Linked DNA regions of Anser cygnoides: region 1 is linked to region 2. A link is a contact called in public Hi-C data. All regions are on one chromosome and are shown on one strand. The core of a region is the stretch at or near the end of the contact, and the rest is flanking DNA. Distances in the headings are between cores, read along the strand shown. Region 1 holds the start of RHBDF2 (rhomboid 5 homolog 2). Region 2 has its middle 20 kb from the start of ST6GALNAC2.

Evidence for each region. A called contact is a pair of places that touch in the nucleus more often than the background predicts.
Region 1: a Hi-C map of liver shows a contact between it and region 2, with 1.7 times the contacts expected there. The contact joins the promoter of RHBDF2 here to the enhancer-like site in region 2. A contact is called at or near these places in 5 of 7 Hi-C or Micro-C datasets (fetal liver, granulosa cells and liver).

Annotation. Positions count from the first base shown.
Region 1 is chr19:5,050,538-5,057,316 of Taihu_goose_T2T_genome, reverse strand. RHBDF2 (rhomboid 5 homolog 2) reads right to left here and starts at 5,107. Exons shown (of 21, transcript XM_066980067.1): 1 at 5,005-5,107; 2 at 722-833.
Region 2 is chr19:5,003,464-5,010,080 of Taihu_goose_T2T_genome, reverse strand. No RefSeq gene overlaps it. Among named protein-coding and RNA genes, the nearest start is that of ST6GALNAC2, 20 kb to the right of the region's middle. Within about 2 kb of position 1,805, at least 1 of the 3 cell types and tissues checked has open chromatin away from gene starts, as enhancers often do. A contact at or near this core is called in liver, where this site is marked.

The DNA of each region.
Region 1 (6,779 bases), core at 3,858-6,357, 44 kb before region 2:
TTCCCATCTCCGACAGAGACCTCTCAGCGTCATTCCCTTCCTTCCTGGCTTCCAGCAGATCCACTCAACCTCGCAGCAAAATCACCCAGGGCAGGTGGTGCAGCACAAACCCACCGGGCTTCCCTTAGGGCTGCCACGAAGCCGCCCGGCTCCGGAGATGCTCCGGACAAGCGGCTGGGCGGGCGCTGCTGCAGGACGCGGCACCGAGCCCCCCGAACCCGCTCGCCCTCTCCTCCTCGTGCCCAGGGCCACGTGCCAGTCCAACCCAGGGCAGACTCGCACGTGGAGGCTTTGAGGCACCGCCAACGGCTTCCGAACGACCAAAGGGCAAAAGTCTCCTGCGGGCAGCGCTGGAAACCGACGCGGCACGAGCCCAGCGAGCAGCGCAGCGGCGTGGGGGCTGCTCCCCAAAGGTTCCTGCAAACCACCCCAAAATCCCAGGGCGTCCTGTGCAGCCCCGAGGTGGGGGCATCCAGAGGCCCCTGGGTGCCACATGTCCCCCTCACGTCTGTCCCCGCCCCGGGGTTTGCTCTTCGTGCGCCCGGCCCCGTCCAAACGCATGGGATTGTGGCAGCCCCGCATCCGCCCTGCGCAGGCACCCCGTCAGCACCGCAGCGCTCCCCAAAAGCGAGGATGGCTCTTTTGTAGACCCTGCCCAGATTTCCCAGGCTGCTGGGATGAATTAACCCGGCTCGGTTTTATCTAAGAGCTGCTCGGTTACCTGGAGGTTCGGTTCCTGGGTAGCTTGGCTGAAATCAGGGGCTCCCACGCGGGCCGCGGCTCCGGCAGGGCTGGGGACGCCACGGGTTGTTCCTGGGCTCGTTCTCGCTTCCCTGTTCAAAGCGAAATTCTTTGTGTGAGAGGGCAAGGGGCGGACGTTTCCTCCTCTGGTTCTGCAAAACGCCGTGGCTTTGATAGCAGCTCGCAGAGGGAGGGCACAGCCGGCACCAAGAAACTTCCTCAATGCTCTGCTTCACGGTCCTGAGCGCACCGGACACCCGAGAGCAGTGCCGTGCTGGGCGAAACGCCCCACGGGGGGGTCCTGTGTTTGCTGAGGGTCCCCCCCCAGGCTCAGAGCACCCCAGGGACGCGGCAGCAGGAGGTGATGCTGAGCCACGTGCAGGAACTCAGCTCGTCCTGTGCACAAGATGAGCCACGGGCCCTCGGTGGGGCCCCCAGCACGGCAAAATAAGCCCAAGAAAAGCCCCTCGGCCACCAGCTCCCTATCTCCTGGAGCAGGCTGCTTATCGCAGCGCAGCCACCCCGAGGCTCGCGCCGTGTCCCGCCAGCCCCCCCACACCCTTCCCTCCCCCAAAGCCTCAGCAGCTGAACATCAGCTGGTTCCTCAGCCTCATTTCCTTCCCTCCCAAACTCCACGAGGCCAAACCCGCCCAGGAAGGTCGGCGCAAGGCACGCGCGCCCCACGGGAAAGCCCGGCCGGGAACGGTCCATCCCGCCCCGTGCTCATCCCCATCCAAGGCGGCACGAGCACGGCGCGGAGGGCTCGCACACACACCGGTGCTCCCCGCGTGATGCTCTGCCTCCAGCCCAGCATCGAGCCCGGTCCCAGGAGGACGCCCAACACGGCTGGAGGATGCCAAGCCCTCCTCCTGGCCCAGCGTCAAGCCCGGAGTGCTCTTCGCCGGCATCCCCCTGCCCCATCGCCGTGGACACGTGCCAGGAGCACACTCTGCAGCCTCTTGGGTGCCAAGAGTTGCTCTGCTTCCCTCCTCCTCCTCCTCCTTCTCCTCCTCCTCTTCCCAGCACTCTCCCCACCATCCTTCCCTGCCCAGGGATGCTTCGCCCCCAGGGGTGCCCCATTCCTGGCTCCCCGCTTGCGGAGGTGCTGGGTGCCCGCACCCAAGGGATGCGCAGGAGGCACCCACGAGGCACGGGGACCTGCCCGAGCCGCCCGCCACAGCTCCCACACGAGGGACGGTCACTCCCAGCCCTCCCCCCCAGGCCCCAGCATTCCCGCAGGCCGGCGAATTACGGGGCTCACCGAACCAAATCCCCGGCGCGAGCTGCCGCGTGACGCACGGCGAGCGGAGGCACCTCCGAGCTGACGCAGGCTGCGTGGCAGCGGGCACCGGCCCGCGGGGGCACCGGCCCCACCTCCCTGCTGCGAGCTGCCCCGGTCAGCTGGACGGATGAGGAATTATTAACTTTAAGTGAAAGGCAATAAAACGACGGACCGCTGGACGCAGGGCCCCGCCGCCCTGGGACGGGATCAAGGAGAGGCGGGTGTCGAGCGCATCGGTGCGTGCCCACGCTCGCCCCTCTCGCCACGGGGGACTCCCACGCCGCACGGCCAAGGAGCTGGTGCACCAGGCACACAGCTCCCAGCAAGTGACCCGGTGTCCCCGGGGTCCCCCGGTGTCCCTGGTGCTGCAGGGAGGCCGCAGTGGGTGCTCGGGCCACCCAGGTCCCACGGCAGCACCCAGCCGCACCGCGCACGGCCCGGACCCGGCCAGGAGCGTTGCAGGGTCCGGCCACGGCAGCCAGCCCAGCGCGGGGCTGCTAACGCTCACCTCGAGAAGGCGGCCGGCAGCGGGTTTTGCAGACCGGGAGGCTTTTTGAGTCGTCTGTGGCATCGCGCAAGTGGGGAAACCGAGGCACTGTGTGAAAACGAGCCTCCTGCTCTCGCCCGCGGCAAAACCCACAGCAAAGCGAGGGCAGACAGGGTCCGGGGGGGCTGCTCGGCTTGCAGGCAGCACGGGTGGGCTTTGGGGTCCCCCCCCCCCCAAAAAAAACCAAGACCCCAGCATCCGTGCAGAAAGCTGGGGCAGGAGCGGGCAGAGGGAGGGGTCGGCGCCAGCCCCGCTCCCCAGTCCCCAACCAAAAACATCGTTAGGAGAGCAGCAGCCGATGAACTGCCTTGGGGTGGTTTGTGTGTGGTTTGTTTTTTTTTTTTTTAAGTGATTATGTGAGAAAAAGGGTAAGAACGCCAAGGTTTTCATGTACACTCGCAAGGAGAGGTGCAGCTTTCAGCACTCACCCGGAGCTGGGGAAACGGCCGTGACCCTGAGCCCCGAACGCTCCCAAAAGAGCCCGGCTGCCGGCCCTTGTTGGTTCCTGGCCCAGCAGGGCCCAGAGGTCATTAAATAAAAAGCTTTTCATAACCAAAGAGTTTCCGAGCCCATCACTTACGGGCTCGTACAGATTTAAGGGAAGTAATCAGGCTGCAGCCTGGGGTAACTCGCTCCCTTCGCACAGGGCCCGCGCTCCCCCCGCTCCCGGTCCCCAAAATCAGCGACCAGCAGCTCCGCGGGGCCGGCAGCGGGCCCCGGGGCCGTCTGTCCGTCCTGCTCCCGCCTGGGATGCAGGTGGAGGCCAGGCCCTGCTTCGATTTAAAAGGTTTGGAGGGTTTTGCGCAGCAAACAGACCGGCCGGCAAAGGCACGCGCGGCCCCCCCGGCCCCGGCGGACGCGTGGCCCCCGCTCCCCCTCCGCTCCTCGCCGTTTCCTTCGGCTGTCAGCGCGGCTCCGAGCCTGCCCGGGAAGCGGCTGCTTTCTGCTGGAGACACCCCGAGGCCAGGATGCGTTTGGGGTTCCCCCGAGCACACCACAAATTAAACGGGAGTGACCCCCCCGGGCACAAAAACCCCTACCCCGAGGCCAGCCCCCTCTTTCAATCCATCGCAGCCAAACCCCACAACCGGACCCAGCCCGAGCTCCCCCGACCCTCCTGCTCACCCCAAGGGGCTTTGTCCCCGCGGTGAGCCCCCGCCAGCCCTATAACCCCGTGGGATCTCGGCCCCACGCGGCCCCACCACCGCGCGCCCGCCCCCATTGTTCCCCCGCCACGCGCCCGACGCGCCGAGCGCTCCCACGTGCGCCCGAGAGCGACGCCAGCGCGGTGCCAGGGCACAAAACCCGGGGTGCCACCACCCCCCCCGTCCGCCCCCAACGTGGTTTTCTCCCCCTTTTTACCTCTCCCCCAAATGGGGGGTCCCGCAGCACCCCCGCCACCCGCGCCCCGTGGGAGCCGGGGGGTGAGGATGATGAGGACAGGGATGAAGCCGGGTGCTGGGCTCCCGGCCCCGGTGCTGGGCTCCGTGCCGCTGCGATGAGCTCAGCCTGGAAATCCCCGGGAGTGACCGGCGAGAAGTGTGGGTGCCGGTGCCGGGGGCTGCGGCTTCCCCTTCCCAAAGGGAACCCACGGGGGACCCCCCCCGTGGGGTCACAGCACCGCGCTGGGCTGGGCTCCGGGCCTGGGGAGGGGGGGCTGGAGGGTGTCATAGGGGGAAAGGGGATGGGGTGCGAGGCTTTGCCCCAAAGCAGCATGGAGTCACCCCAAAACAGCCGTGCCCGGGGTCCCCCCGTGCGGGGTGCGCCCCAGCCCCTCGGTGACCCCGCACAGCCCCCGCGGGGTCGGTTTATTTACCAAGGGCTCGGGGCAGCCCACGGGCACATCGAGAAAACCCCAAAAGCAGCACCGAAACCGAACCCCACAGCCCAGCGGGCGGCACTCCCGACGGGACGGGCTCCAAATCGCCCCAAATCGCCCCAAAACAGCGCCCAGCCCGGTGCCAGCCCTCTCCGGCACCCCCCAGCCCCGGTGCTGCCAGGGGCATGGGTCCGAGCCCCGGAACAACCCCGAAAGCTGCCGCTGCGCCCCGTTAGGGCGGAAAGGGGAACGGGGGCTCCCTGCCCCAACCGGGGCACAACCGGGGGCTGGCACCCACGGGGGGGGGGGGGGGGGGCCGTGGGGTGACCCCCACCCCCCGAGCCGGGCCGGGGGCCGAGGCCCAGCCGGGAAGAAGCCGCAGGGGGGGTCCCGAGCCCCCCGCTTTTCCCCCCCCGTCCCCTCCCGGTGCTCACCCCCGGTCCCCCCCCCCCCGGTGCCCCCCCGCACGCCGGAGCGGGGCGGAGGCGGAAGCCGGCCGGGAACCAAGCGGGGGGGGGGGGGGGGGCTGCCGGGGGGGGGTGGGGAAGGGAAGCGAAGCACCGCGGGGGCACCGCGACCCCCCCCGTGCCCCCCCCCCCCCCGGTCCCCGCTCACCTCCGCGCCGCCGCCGCCCCGCGCCCGCCGCCGCCGCTCCCGGCCGGCGCCGCCCCCACCTGGAGGGGCGGGGCTAAAGGGGGCGGGGCTAAAGGGGGCGGGGCTAAAGGGGGCGGGGCTAAAGGGGGCGGGGCTAAAGGGGGCGGGGCTAAAGGGGGCGGGGCTAAAGGGGGCGGGGCTAAAGGGGGCGGGGCTAAAGGGGGCGGGGCTAAAGGGGGGCGGGGCTAAAGGGGGCGGGGCTAAAGGGGGCGGGGCCAAAGGGGGCGTGGTCTCGGGTGGGCGTGGTCTCGGTGGGCGTGGTCTCGGGGGGTGTGGTCTCGGGGGCGGGGTTCCCCGGCCGGGGTCCGCCCCGCAGAGCGCCCGCTGCTGGTGGCACCCGTGGGTGCTGCTGGTGGCACCCATGGGTGCTGCCCCGTGTCACCCGTGGGTGCCACCAGTGTCACCTGTGGGTGTTCCTGGTGTCACCCGTGGGTGCTGGCCGGTGTCACCCATGGGTGCCCCCAATGTCACCCGTGGGTGCTCCCAGTGTCACCCGTGGGTGCTGACCAGTGTCACCCATGGGTGTCCCCAATGTCACCCGTGGGTGCTCCCAGTGTCACCCGTGGGTGCTGACCAGTGTCACCCATGGGTGTCCCCAATGTCACCCGTGGGTGCTCCCAGTGTCACCCGTGGGTGCTCCCAGTGTCATGTGTGGGTGCTGCCCGGTGTCACCCGTGGGTGCTGCAGGTGTCACGGGTGGATGTTATGGGTGTCACCCGTGGGTGCTCCCAGTGTCACCTGTGGGTACTTCTGGTGCCACATGTGGGTGCTGCCAGCACCACAAGGGGGTGTTCCCAGTGCCACCCCTGGGTGCTCCCAGTGCCACCCCTGGGTGCTCACTACCCCACCAGCCGCCCACAGAGCCCCTCTGGGTGCTGTTGCCCCCCCCCCAGCCACCAGGTGAGCCCCCAGGAGGACAGCACCGAGGGCAGATTTGGGTTTCCAGCCCCTGCAGGGCGAGGGGCTGCGCAGGGCGCGCTGGGGCCACGTGCTGCGGGGCCGGGTTTGGGGTAACGCCAGCGCAGGGCCCAAAGGGGACCCCCAAGGGGGCTGGGCACGGCGTGCCGAGCCCCATCCCCACCAGACCCCATCCCCACCGCGGGGACCCCATGGGGGCACGGCGGGCACGGTGCGGGCAGGCACAGCGGGACGGCACCACGGGTCCGGGCACGCCCCCGTAAATGCGTGACGGATTTATGGGGCTGCAGAGCCGGGCTCTCGGAGGTGCTCCCGGAGGAGTGACCGGCGTGGGAAGGGCTGAATTTGCCGGGGAAGTGCCTCTGCTCATCCCGGCCTGGGCAGCGAGTCGCTTTTCTCAGAAACCGGTCTCGCGTTTAGAGTCATCCCACGCCTGATGGTGAGACTGGGTGCTGGGCGTGGGGGCTGAGACCTTCGTGGGTTGGTCTGGCTATGGGGAAACGTTTTGGGTTTTGCCACAAAATCAAAACTCACTTCCCACCTTGCTGCTGGCCAAGGGCAGGCAGCGCTCGGTGGGGCCAGCACCAGCCAGGACCGAGCACGATTTTTGCGCCTTGCAGTTAAAAATCTGCGTTTTTCCTTTCCATTTACCTCCCCACGGAGGGACACCTCGCACCGCCCGGCTGCGCCACCAGGGTTGTGCCGAAAGCGTCCCTGGGGCTCGCAGATCAGCTCCAGCCTGGGCGCATGGCATCGGCGTGAGCAGGCAGCGCACTCGCTCTGGGTTCCTCGTGGGAACGTGGGTGGAAAAAGCTTTC
Region 2 (6,617 bases), core at 556-3,055:
TGCCGCGAAGGTAACGCGCAGTTCACACCGCGTCGCAGCCTCAGCCACCGGGTCCCAGGGGGCTGCCACGAGCGCCGCAGCGGCTGGAGCTGCCGGCTGCAGGCACATCGTGGCAGCTCTTCAGCAAGCTGAATACGGGCAAAATAAAAATAAAATAAAAGTCTGATCCTTGACAAAGCGAGGGTTCATTTGTCATTCATCCAGGATCTCAGGTCAGGTCCGCAGAGCGAGCCGGCCCCACGAGAGCAGACTGCAGCTTCTCCTTCCGCCTCTTGGCTGGGCCAGGCCGTTCTGTTACAACGACGCGCGAGAAGTCCACTGCCGCAAACACCATCTGCTGACGAGGAGGAAGGTTTCACGCTGTGTCGGTCTCTTTTATCTCGGTGTAGGTTCTGCACAGAGCTGGCTGGAGTTGTTGGAAAGGCGAAGGAGACCCCAGCAATAGCTTTTCCTGGTGCTGGTGGGACGGGAGCAGGCTCCGGGGAGGCAGGAGTGCCCGCCAGCAGGGCTTATTCTTCTATGTCCCCCCACCCAGGATGCAGCCTTTTTCCCAGCCCCTAAACTCTTTCCCTGGGAAAAGCCCCTTTCCCTGGGATCCCCTTGGGGGTGGTGTCCCAAAGAGCAGGACAGATGCTCCAGGGCTCGGGATCTGGAGCATCAGATCCACCCAGAGGCTGGAGGGCAGCCCCTGCTCCCCGGCAAGCCCTCGATACCCAGGGCTCCAGGTCCCCAAGACCCCCTCAGCCTGGAGCCAAGCCCGCATGCAGCTCTGGCCCCTCAGCAGTAAGGAGCTGAATTCAAACATACTCCATTGCCAGCTGTGCGTTCAGACAGCAATCATCTAGGGTTTCTGCTGCGCTAACGCTCCAGGTGCCGGCGGTGCTGCTGATGCAGACGAGGAAGGAGAGGAAACGGGGTGGGAACTGGGAGCCCCCCCATACCCATAGGTGCTCGGGGGAGCTCCTGCCCCACTCCCATGTGGGCGAGACACCCCGTCAGCCAGCCGACGCTCAGCACCTCCACTGAGCTCCCTAGCTCCTGCCGGAGTCTGGCCACCATGAATTTTAGGTCTGGGAAAGGGAAAACCTCGCAGGGAGCACTCAGCCCCTGACCCCAAGCGGAGATGCCCTGGCTGTGAACCGGGATCCTACAGCACAAGGTGCTGGCCAAGCCCCGACATCAAAGGCAGCGCCAGTGCCAAACTGCAGCCTCTTGGAGGAAGAGGTTAGGGAAGTAATAATGAATTTGGAGCCTCCCAAAGTGTGTTGGCAGCTGGATCCTCTGGGTGAATAAAGCCCTGCCAAAAATTAAGGGTTGTTTCTGCAAAGCTCAAACAGCAAACTTGTTTGTCTTTCCTCCTTCCCCTCCCAATCCCGATGTTGTTTTAAACATTTACAGAGAACTTTATACTGTTTAAATAATGATTGGGGAGCGGGGTATGTGTGCGTGCGTGTTGTTTCCACTTTTTTGCCAGCTGCACTAAGTCAGCAGCACTGCACGCACAGCTTCTGGTAAATCAGGTGCTGCAGTTTGAGAAGTCAGCCCTGCCTTGTTTGCTTTCCCCCCCCTGCGAACCTGGGTCATGTCCCACCAGGGGAAGGGGACACCCTGAGAGCAGCCAGCCTCAGCCACTCCTCTGCGTGTCCGTGTCGGAGTGCCAGCAAGTGCAGCCCCCCGTTTGCTGCATAAAGGGGTGCGCATCCAGCTCCCCACACACGCACAGCCCCCAGGCAGCGCTCCCCAAGACACAGGGTACGCACAGCGATGCTTTCTGCCCCTAACACTTTGGGGAGAAGGTGGAGGAGGATTTTGCGGTGCCTGAGCTCTGCCATCCCCGAGCACAGGAGCTAGGGAAGATCAGCCATCTCCCGCGGCGTGCATTCGCCCGCCCACCGCCTTCAGCAGCGAGGCTGCTCGAGATGACAGCTGGGGGAGAAAGGAGAGCGCTGGAGATGTGCAGGAGGAGAGACGGCTGAAGGCACACCAACCTTTACGCAATAGCAAGAGTGCGAGGTCAACGACAAAGCCGCGGCACACGTGGTGGTAGTTACCGCAGAAAGAAAGGCTCGTGAATCTCTTTTTTGGGCAGGCCTCCAAGAATTTTGGGGGCTGCGTTGGGCTGATGGAGTTTTACTCGCAACCTGGCAGGATCTGGGGGGGGAAGGGAGCGAGGAAGGCTGTTGAGAAGAGCTAGAGGTTTCTGCAGGATGTTTGGACTGTGCAAGAGCACGGAGACGCGAGTATGAGACATGCTGGGGAAGCAGGATGTGGGATAGAGAAAATGTTTACACAGTCAACCGTGGGCTAATCCATGGGAGGCTTTAAAGACCATAAAAGCCATCTGTAAGTGGATAGAGCACATTCTGTAGGAAAGCCGTGGTTTGAAACAATGCTACCCTCGTTCTTTGATCTGTCCTGAAGAGAGCAGGCTCAGGAGCCTAAAAAGGAGGGGAGGATTTGTAGATCCGTAAGTTCTGCTGGCACAGGCAGGGTGGGTAAGGAGGACTGCTCAGGATCTCTTCCCATACAAGAAGCTGGGGCTGTTCAAACAAAAGTAACAAGAGCCAGGTAGAGGAGAAAAAAAAGGAGGCTCCCTCCTACAGCATGGGCAAATCCCCCACACAGGAGGGAACAGACGTTACGGGTCCACAGGGACATTGGACGTGTTCATGGAAAAGAGTTGTTGAAATCTCCGTTCAAGAGAAAAATCCACTAGTGGATGCACAGAACCGACACCTGGAAACAGCACACTGTGCTGGACAGCCCTTGGTCTGATCAGGGCTCACTCCAGGAGATGTGATCTGGGGATTGCCCTCAAGAGATGCTCTTACAGCAGGAGGAACAATCACAGCTCTTGGACCAACCGCCCTCTGCAGTCTAGAGAGACCTCAGTTTGCCACCTTGGGCACGGTCAGCTTTAGGCATTCAGCCTGCTTCCCCTGCGCAAGGGCAAGGAAAATGACCTAAAGGGACCTGAAATAATGCGATCCTTCATCATTTAAGCACATTCATTCCCATTAAGCAATGAAACTAGCAGAGATGCTATTCCTAAAAGTACCTCTAAACAATTACCTCCTTCGTTTGGTGTGAACAATGGGAAGCAAGTGATGAGCCAGATGCAACATATGCAGCTCTCCATTTCCAGCCTCCAGAAGGAAGAAGTGTCGGTGATTTGTGGTGTTCTCCAACACCACCGCTCGACCTTGGTGCAGCTTATGCTGATTACGTGCAAGAATATGCCTGTTCGCTCCGTGCGTGCCTAGCATATTTCCTCTATCTAAGCATGATAGGTGAAATATTGCTTATATGACAGTGCAGTTTGCATTGACTGAATCAACGGCTGCTTGGCTGAGTAATCCAGGCAAACAAACACTGCTTGTGATAAAAGACGACCTGAGAGTTTCCTCATCAGTATTGCCTAGATATTTTTTTATACCATTTCACTCCCTTTGTGCTTACCATGCCTTTAATCTTCTAGGCTGACGCAGAAAATAGAGAGGATCCAGCTCTTTGCTCAAAGCAAGGTCAACTCCTGGCAACTGCTTATCTAGCTTGGCCTTAAAGGTCTTCAGCGGTGGAAGCCTTGCTCCTGGTTTCACTCACGTTACAGCGTGGAAGTTTTTCCTACCATTTTCGAGTGCCTTTGTGTAGCTGTACACATCTGGGTATGCTCTGAGGATATACGCTTTAAACAAACATCTTCATCGATGAAGGAGCTGGATTCCTCCTGCTGCTGTTTCAACAAGACATACGTCTGGCCCCAGAACAACGTGCAATCAGAACAACGTGCTGCGTGCTCTCTGTTCCGATCCCAGGAACGAAGCTGTGAGCACAGCCTGGGCAGCTTTGACCAGGTGGTCACTGTCTATCTGGGACATCAGATCTGAAGCTACACGGCCAGTTGATCACCTTGTCTCCATCCCCCAATATGATCTTAAGCTCTATTCCCCACCACAGTTGAGGACAGCACATTGGGACCAAGTTTGCCACGACGTGCCCAAAACTCAGTTGAGGAAAGGGGCAAGAAATGGGAAGAACAGTGGAGGGAAGCTGGGAAGGAAACCATGCCTAAGCTGAGGGGCTGGCATTGCCATTTCTTTGGCCGTTCAGCACCATCAAGAGAAGAACGGGGAACCTCTTCTGTTCTCCACCTGCAGGAATCCACACTGTGGCCCTGCCTGCAGATACCCACGCTCCCAGACGGGCCACCCCTTCACTTGACAGATATTCCATAAAGATAAAGCCCTTGTTATTCAGCACAAAGCTCAGCCTTTAGATAGGCCCCAGTTACAGCAGAGCATTTCTGAGGCCGCTAGAGTTCTGTTTAAGCATACAGGACAGGCTGTAGAGGAATGGGTTTGAGCATGCATTTAACATTAAACAGAGGCTTAAGGGCTTTGCTACTGGGGGAAGGGAAGGATGTTTTGTTTGCAGCATGCCCTGTCCTGTGTGGGAAGATGTTGCTCCTGTCTGCTACCGAGCTCCAAAGAGCCTTTCTTGCATTGCTTGGGACTGATCTGAAGCAGCAGGATTTGGGATCTCATGGCAGGCTTTTCTTAACACTACAGATCCTTCTCCCTTACAAGCCTGGCACCTGAAATACCAGCAAGCACTCTCCAGCCGAACCCCAGGGAACCGTTCTTTGTGCCCTGCTGTGCACGCAGCGGAGACAAGCATCAATCTGGTTACCCCCCGCACCTCGGCTTCTCCTCGTGCTTTGCAGTTCAAGCCACACAGGGGGCTGATGCAGTTAGCCATGGGGGACTCGCTTCTTAATGCGTTCAAATACCCCGCTTGCTTCCCCCGGCCATATGTCGAAGATGATAACCTCAGCAGGGCGTCTCTGAGCCTGACGCTTTGTTCCTCCAGGCTTTGTGGAACCCTGTCTGCAGGGTGGGACTGGGGCTGCTGCAAGGAGGGGGGGAGAACTGAGCTGCTATCAGTTAAGTGTGGAGAGTTGTTCCCCAGGCAGACTCGCAGGCAGCCAAGAGGGGAAAAGGGTGGGAAACTGGGAGGAGACCTCATCCTTCAATTAAAGCGTGGGATCAAAGCCCAGCTGAAGTTGGAGGGGTTCTGTCATTGATTTCTGTTTAGTTTTCTTTCTTCCTTTCCCTTCTCGGTCACATATTCTGCCCATTTTCCTGTTCTCTGATCTGGGGATAACCAAATACTCTACAGCAGCGCTCAAACTTCTTTGCGGAGAGTAACGCTGTGGCTTTGCAAGATAGATACTGAAAAACCTCCAGAAAGCAGAAGGGTAAGGCCTTAATCTAGTGTAGGACTGACTGGAGGAAGTGATCCACTCCAGATGATCTGGTGGGAAGAAGCTGGAAGCAGCCCCAGAATGATCACACGTAGAAGATCCCCGTGCCCTTTTAATAGCTTTCTTTACTTGCTCAACAAAAATAGAAGTCCTTTCAAAGGCCGGAGGAAGAAAACACCGTAACTAATGGAGATCAGCCACAGGAAATCCATCAAAATTATGTCCAAATTGCCTTTGGGAGAAGCTTGGCAACTGCCTGAGGAAGCAGAACGTAGTCAGCCAGAACCACCCAGAGCAGACTGCTCGCATCCCTGGGAAGGCTCAGAGCCCTCGGGGGAGCCACCACCACCTTCTGCTGACCTCTGGGAGGCTTCGCCTTGCACTGCAGCTCCTGGGCGAAGCTCGCACGACGAAGATGTGTGTAGCAGGGACGCCCTCTAAAGGGAAGATCAGGGAAAACCTGATCGAGTCACGCAGGCAAAGTTGGAAAGGTTTAAGAATAAGGACATGGGAGAGGCGATGACCACCTCTCCTCATCCAGGGTCTTTGTTCTGCTTCTCAAGCACGGTTGGAAATATGATTTATGCATTACAATCACGAATAAATCCAGCCAAACTACTGCACACTTAGCTAACGCCATTCACCTGAGCTTTTAGTTGAGTCAGTTCATTACTCGACACCTGGCTGAGCTCATCCATTTATAAGAATAAGCAACAATTACTCCGTGGTGTGAGCGGCTTCCACCCCAAAATTAAGATGGATTAAGACAGTTCTGTCCTTCCAGGATCCAAACACTGCACGAGGCAGGATTTTAGTTGTTTTATTTTAAAACTTGATGTCCCTTGGGGATTTAAAAGGCTAAAGATAGTTTGAGTTTTACGTATCTGCTTCTCTGGAAGGCTAAAAGCTGGCAGGCAGGTTGCCAGACATCTTCGCAGACTGCAGTGGCAGAGGCCATTGCAACAAAGGCAGTGTTAATTACTTCCATTCTCTATCATCGCCTGCCCTCTTGCTCTCCCTTCCCCCCAGGTCAAGCACCCTGCAGCAGGCTATTGCAGGACACAAGGGCTCCGGAGCCAGCTCCCACCAGGGCAGGGCATGGGACTTGCTGTGAGCAGCTCCCTTTGTGGTCCTGTGTTCCCCGCCAGGGCAGCCCACGGGGATTTTCACAGCTAGTGGAGGGCACAGGAGGCTGGGAAGACCTTGTAGTTAGCTACCTACACTGGAAGAAGCTTATTTTAACAGCACACTGGTGTCTCTTTGCAAACTTCTTGCCTCTCTGTACAGAAGTGCTTCTTACAACCTATTGACTTCGTAAGAAAGACTTTTAGGAAGCAACGTGGGCCATTCTGAA